Linked DNA regions of Sus scrofa: region 2 is linked to region 1. A link is a contact called in public Hi-C data. All regions are on one chromosome and are shown on one strand. The core of a region is the stretch at or near the end of the contact, and the rest is flanking DNA. Distances in the headings are between cores, read along the strand shown.

Region 1 (3,129 bases), core at 313-2,812:
TCTAAAACTCTCCTCACTTTCAATTAAGGAACTCTTCCCTTACAGAATATAATCCACTCTCCGAATAGAAGACTCAAGTATCTCTCTCTCTCTATATATATATTTTTTGGTCTTTTTTTAGGGCCGCACGTGTGGCATATGGAGGTTCCCAGGCTGAGGGTGGAATCGGAGCTACAGCTGCCAGCCTACACCACAGCCGAAGCAACGCCAGATCCAAACTGCATCTACGACCTACACTACAGCTCCTGGCAATGCCGGATCCTTAACCCACTGAGTGAGGCCAGGGAGCGAACCTGCATCCTCATGAATGCTAGTCAGATTCCTTTCCACTGAGCCACGATGGGAACTCCACAAGTATCTCTTCTTATCCTCTGTTTCCTCACTAAACTAAGCAAAACTAGGGACCGTATCTGTCTGTTCATCTCTGTATCTCCACCAACTAGCAGAATATCTACCATATACTAGGTATTCAGGAAATAATCGGCAGGGAGTTCCCTCTGGTTGCAGTAGGTTAAGTAACCAGCGTTGCCACAACTGCGTGGCTCAGATTGATCCTTGGCCTCGAACTTCCTTATGTCACCGGTACAGCCAAAAGAAAGAAAGAAAGAAAGAAAAGAAAGGAGGGAAGGAGAAAGGAAGAAAGATTCAGTAAATAAGTGAATGAGCAATTTTATGTAATCCTTTAACCCACCTCAATATGGTCTCCTCTCTCTGAGTCTCTGAATATATAACTTTTTCATCCCTAAAGTAGGGACACAGATGCTATTTCCTGCAGCGTGGATCTTCTCCGACACCAAGACTAGAGCCTAACCCGCTGTTGTTATACATCTTATGAACTCTTTGTTGGCTTCAACACTTAAGAGGCTCTAAATGTCTAACATTTTGTTTAATATCCATCTTCCCCATCAAGCGAAAATTTCAATGAAACTAGGCACTAAGTCCGTACTCTTCATTGCGCGCTACTCCCACTGCCCAGCGCAGCACCTGGCACGTAGCAGGTACCACATCCTCGCTGGATTCCAGCCAACCTCTCCAGCCGCAGCCCCCACCACTAGTCCTTCTCACATTTTTTCTTTCACCAACTTCTTCCCCTCACTTTAACCGGCTCAACACCTTCCTCATCCTTCGGTTCTCATTCTACATTCTGCACCCCACTCCAGAGTGCCTAGGTTGCTTGGTGAAACACATCCCATGCGCCCTGTGTGGACCCTAAGGCGCTTCACACGTTGGTGATTTTTTAAGTAATGACTTGTTTAATCCTGTCTCCCCAGGCACCATGGAAAGCGCTAAGGGCGCTGAGAAATTTTTTTTGGCCCCAAAGCCGTAACACTGTAGGAGCATATGAAGCCTCTGGGTAGTCGGTCGACACTTTCACACTTCCTCCTCTAGACCCAGGAATCCGACCTCCCGCCCTCCTCTCGTCCCCATCACACTCACCTCTTTCCCCCTCGCAGAACCGTTCCTAGGAAATAGGCGTTCCAACAGCGGTCGACGCTCACTGATGACGTCTTACCCTTGCGCCGTCGTCGAGGCAAAGCTGCGCTCTGATTGGCCCACGCCCCGCGTCGTTCCCGGCCGCGTTTGGAACAACAACTTTATTAACACTTCCCGCTAGGCAGAGAATGGGTGAGCAGGCGGTAGAGGGGGCTTGTTTGGCTCGTGGCCCTCTGTGAACTGAGTCTGATCAGCGGAGAATCGCCGTAGTCTGACCACAGGGTGTCAAGACAAGAATAAAGGCGACGGCAACTCAGGCGACTGGTGGAGACGTTCGACGAGAAAGCAAGGCCTTTATGCCGGGAGTCGGCGTGGGGTTGGACGGTTTGGGGAGCGGAGCCGGAGATCGGAAACTACAGCTCCCAGTAGGCGTAGCGGCGAAGTCCCGGATGTGGTGGCCGTGAAGCCTGATGGGACCGGTAGTTTTGCCAACGATTTAACCTAGCGGTTTGAGATTGGACCTCCTGAGGCCTGAGGCGCTCGGAGCCGGAGAGAGATGGAGCTGGAGCAGAGAGAGGGGTGAGTGGCTTTGGGGGAAACTACGAATCCCAAAAAACCTTGCGGCTGCGTAATGGCAGTCTTCTGCGTTGAGGACTGACGGGGATTGCAGTTCCTGCAGCACTTTAGCTTAGAACTCTTTTAGGGACTGGGGTCCGTATTCCAGCCTCCTGGGTTGGGGGTGGAGGGTGGGGAAGCTACGGGTTTAGACTCCTGATAGGAGAGACGACGAGGTTGGGGGCCGGGACTCCTGGATTTGAGTGAGGGATGGGGGGCTGGAAGCCCCGGTGATACTCGAGGAGGAAGAGTCTGGAGGTCTAGATTCCTGGATCCTGGGAAGGGTGTGCTGGGGGCCAGGGCCTGAGGAAGGAGAATCTAGCAGCCTGGACGCCTAGATCCGGGGAAGAAATGGTTGGGGCTCAAACTCTTGTGGATCCTGGGAAGAGGGGGCTGGGGGCTCCGGACTTCTGCGTCTGAGGGAGGAGGGGGCTGGCGGCTTGGCACCTGGTCTGAGGGAGGAGGGACTAGGTGCGGAGGTTCAGGGATCCTGAGTCCCCTGACCCTACAGGACCATGGCAGCCGTGGGCTTTGAAGAGTTCTCGGCGCCGCCAGGCTCAGAGTTGGCGCTGCCTCCGCTGTTCGGTGGTCACATCCTGGAGAGCGAGCTTGAAACAGAAGTGGAGTTTGTGTCTGGGGGTCTGGGCGGCTCCGGGCTCCGGGAGCGAGATGAAGAGGAAGAGGCAGCGCGGGGCCGCCGGCGCCGCCAGCGGGAACTAAATCGCAGGAAGTATCAGGCACTAGGTCGGCGCTGCCGGGAGATCGAGCAGGTAGGTGAGTGTGGATTCCCCCGTTTTGAGGTCCCCTGGCCTTAATTACCAGTCCCTCCGGGCCGCTGCCTGTCTAGATGCCCAGCCTTTCTTGCGTAACTGAATGAATCTTCCATCCATTTATTTATTCACTGAACAGCTAATATGTGTCAGGCACCGGTGCAAAGCACCCTGGAGAGCTGTCTCCTCTAGAGCTTTATCTGACAACCCCGATCAGCTCACTAATGTTTCTTTCACACGTACCTTTCACGGTCCCCACTAATCAGACCTCCATACATCTCTCATGCCGGAGTTCCTATCATGGCTCAGT
Region 2 (3,129 bases), core at 275-2,774, 3.3 Mb after region 1:
GGATCGATCGGCATCCTCGGGGATACTAATGAGATTCCTTCACCACTGAGCCATGACAGGAACTCCAGTGATTTACAATTCTTAAAGGTTATATGCGGAGTTCCCGTCGTGGCGCAGTGGTTAACGAATCCGACTAGGAACCATGAGGTTGCGGGTTCGGTCCCTGCCCTTGCTCAGTGGGTTAACGATCCGGTGTTGCCGTGAGCTGTGGTGTAGGTTGCAGATGCGGCTCGGATCCTGCGTTGCTGTGGCTCTGGCGTAGGCCGGTGGCTACAGCTCCGATTCAACCCCTAGCCTGGGAACCTCCATATGCCGCGGGAGCGGCCCAAGAAATAGCAATAGCAACAACAACAACAACAAAAAGCTTATATGCCATTTACACTTAAAAATATGTGCTATATCCCCCATGTTGTACAAAGTATCTTTGTCGTTTATTTTATACCCAAGAGTTTGGACTTGTTAATTCCTTGTTTTGTCTTTTTTTTTTTTTTTTAAGCGAATTAGCCTAGAAACGACCAGAAAGCACCACAGTATGTGTATAACTCATACAATACAATCTTTTCATTTACTGAGTGTAAAACTAATTTGTTTCTCGAATTCCGGATATTCAGAGCTTAGGTGGAATACACTTTCCTTTTATCTGGGCCAGGACGTGACTTCTAGGAAGTGTTCAATAAGTATTTGCTGAATGAATTAATTAATCCATTAAAAGCCCGGAAGCAACCAGACCAAAATGTTTACCAAGGCCGAGACCCACCCCTTTCTCTGGGTGACCTTGGGACGTGACCTGCCCTCTCGGAGCCCAGGGTGTCCTGCATTCCCCCGGCCCACCGCGGGACAGGTGAGCTGAAGGACTCCAGGGTCGGGGAGAGGTTGGCGAGCTCCACCCAGCCTTGAGCTCGCCCACCTGCTCACCGTTCCCGCGCCCGCGGGGCCCGCACCTACTCACTTGAGCAGCACGGCGCCACCCACCGCCGTGCCCAGCACGGACAGCGGCAGAATGTAGCGGTTCATGCCGGGTGGAGCCGGGGTCCAACCGCAGCAGCCCGCAGACCCTCAACCGCAGCAGGTGCTAGGGGCTCGCCGCCTGGGATACACGTGGGGCAGGGCGGGCGCGGCTGCAACACGCAGCTTCCGGAAAGGGGCAGGGGGCGGGGCTTCCAGGGGAGCGACCAATGGGGACGGGCTGCGAGCGCAGCTACAGCTGGGAATGGTCGTTTCGGGAGCCCGGGGCGGGGCCGGATCAGGGGGCGTGGCCAATGTCTCTGGAAAGGGGTTGAGGGGCGGGGCCCACGCGCGGGTCCCCCAAAGTTATGCTCTTCCTGCTGCAATGCGCGGCGCAGTTCTGGAGGGACCCCCCGGATCCCAATCATACAGCTGCCGCATCCGGATGCAATCCTCCTTATGTCTTTCCAATATATCAGCCTGTTTCCTCATCTAAAAATATATATTCCTGGAGTTCCCGTCGTGGCTCAGCGGTTAAGGAATCTGACTAGCATCCAGGAGGTCGCAGGTTCGATCCCTGGCCTCGCTCAGTGGGTTAAGGACCCGCCGTTGCCGTGAGCTGTGGTGTAGGTCGCAGACCCGGCTCGGATCCTGCATTGCTGTGCCTGTGGCATAGGCCAACAGCTACAGCTCTGATTCAACCCCTAACCTGGGAACCTCCACATGCCACAGGTGTGGCCCTAAAAAATAAAAATTTTTAAAAAAGGATAAAAATATGTATTCCTTACAAACTACTATGTATGAAATAAACAAGCTACGAGAATATATTATACAGCTCAGGAACTATAGCCAGAATTTTATAACAACTTTAAATGGAATATAATCTATAAAACATTTCAGAGTGCCTGTTGTGGCTCAGCAGGTTAAGAACCCAACATAGTGTCTGTGAGGATGCGGGTTCGATCCCTGGCCTCGCTCAGTGGGTTAGGGAATCTGGCATTGCTCCAAGCTGAGTGCAGGTCAGATGCCGCTGGGACAAGCGTGTTGGTGTGGCTGTGGTGTAGGCTGGCAGCTGCAGCTCCGATTCCACCCCTAGCCCAGGAACTTCTATATGCTGCAGGTGCGACCTTAAAAAAAAAAAAAAAAAAAAAGGTTGAATCACTATTTTGTACACCTGAAGCTAATATAATATTGTATACCAACTATACACCTCAATAAATGTACATATGTATTCCTTGTAGCCTTTATGGGAGAATTTGATCATTTCAATGCTCGGAATCCAAGACCTACTAATCTGAAGGGGGTACCTAAACTCTTGGGGTCCTGGGGGAGGAGGCCATGGGAGAGCGTGCTCTGGGTCTGAAAGAGGAGGGAGCTGGGGTTCTGGACTCCCTAGGGCTGAGGGAGGAGAGGCTTGACCAGACTCCTGGGTCTGAGGAGGGGGCCACCCTGATTCAAAATGACCTCATCTTAACAAATTACATCTGCAACGACCCTATTTCCAAATAAGGTCACATTCCGGGGTCTATTGCAGATGAGGATTTCAACATATAACTATGTGGGGAGAGAGGGGAGAGGCCATTCAACCATCCCACTCATAATACCCAGAAGCTGGAAGCAACTCAAGAGCCATCAACAGCTGATGGAGTAAGTAACTGATAGTAAATCCATGCAATGGACTCTTACTTAATAGAAAGGAATGAATGGAGTTCCTGCCGTGGCTCGGCCGGTTAAGAGCCCGCCTAGTCTCCATGAGGATGCGGGTTTGATCCCTGGCCTCAATCCGTGGGTGAAGGATCCAGCGTTGCTGCAAGCTGAGGCGTAGGTCGAAGGTGCGGCCCAGATCTGGCTTTGCTGTGGCATGGGCCGGCAGCTACAGCTCAGATTCAACCCCTAGCCTGGAAGAGACTTGCATAAGCTGCAGCTGAGGCTCTAGGGAGGGAAGGAGGGAGGAAGAAAGAAAAAGGAATGAACCACTGGTACTTGCACAGTATGTATGATTCCAGTTACATGACAGTCTAGGAAAGGCAAAACCATATTAGAGCATGAAGACCAGTGGTTACCAAGGGCAGAGGGGCCGGGGGAGGCAGGTGGGGGAGTGATTACTGCAAAGGGAACTTCATGGGGGGATTTGGCAATAGTCTCTGCCTTAATCACACTGGGGTCTGTATATACGACTGCATA

What was found. Hi-C and Micro-C count contacts between places; a contact is called where the count stands out from the background.
Region 2: a contact with region 1 is called in a Hi-C map of embryonic fibroblasts, with 2.0 times the contacts expected there. The contact joins the promoter of RDH13 here to the promoter of PRPF31 in region 1. A contact is called at or near these places in 2 of 47 Hi-C or Micro-C datasets (embryonic fibroblasts and liver).

Annotation. Positions count from the first base shown.
Region 1 is chr6:56,009,945-56,013,073 of Sscrofa11.1, forward strand. PRPF31 (U4/U6 small nuclear ribonucleoprotein Prp31) reads right to left here and starts at 1,563. Exons shown (of 14, transcript XM_003127413.5): 1 at 1,438-1,563. TFPT (TCF3 fusion partner) reads left to right here and starts at 1,552. Exons shown (of 6, transcript XM_021094886.1): 1 at 1,552-2,013; 2 at 2,561-2,819. The coding sequence starts at 1,991.
Region 2 is chr6:59,291,615-59,294,743 of Sscrofa11.1, forward strand. RDH13 (retinol dehydrogenase 13) reads right to left here and starts at 1,525. Exons shown (of 7, transcript XM_021094989.1): 1 at 950-1,525. The coding sequence starts at 1,014.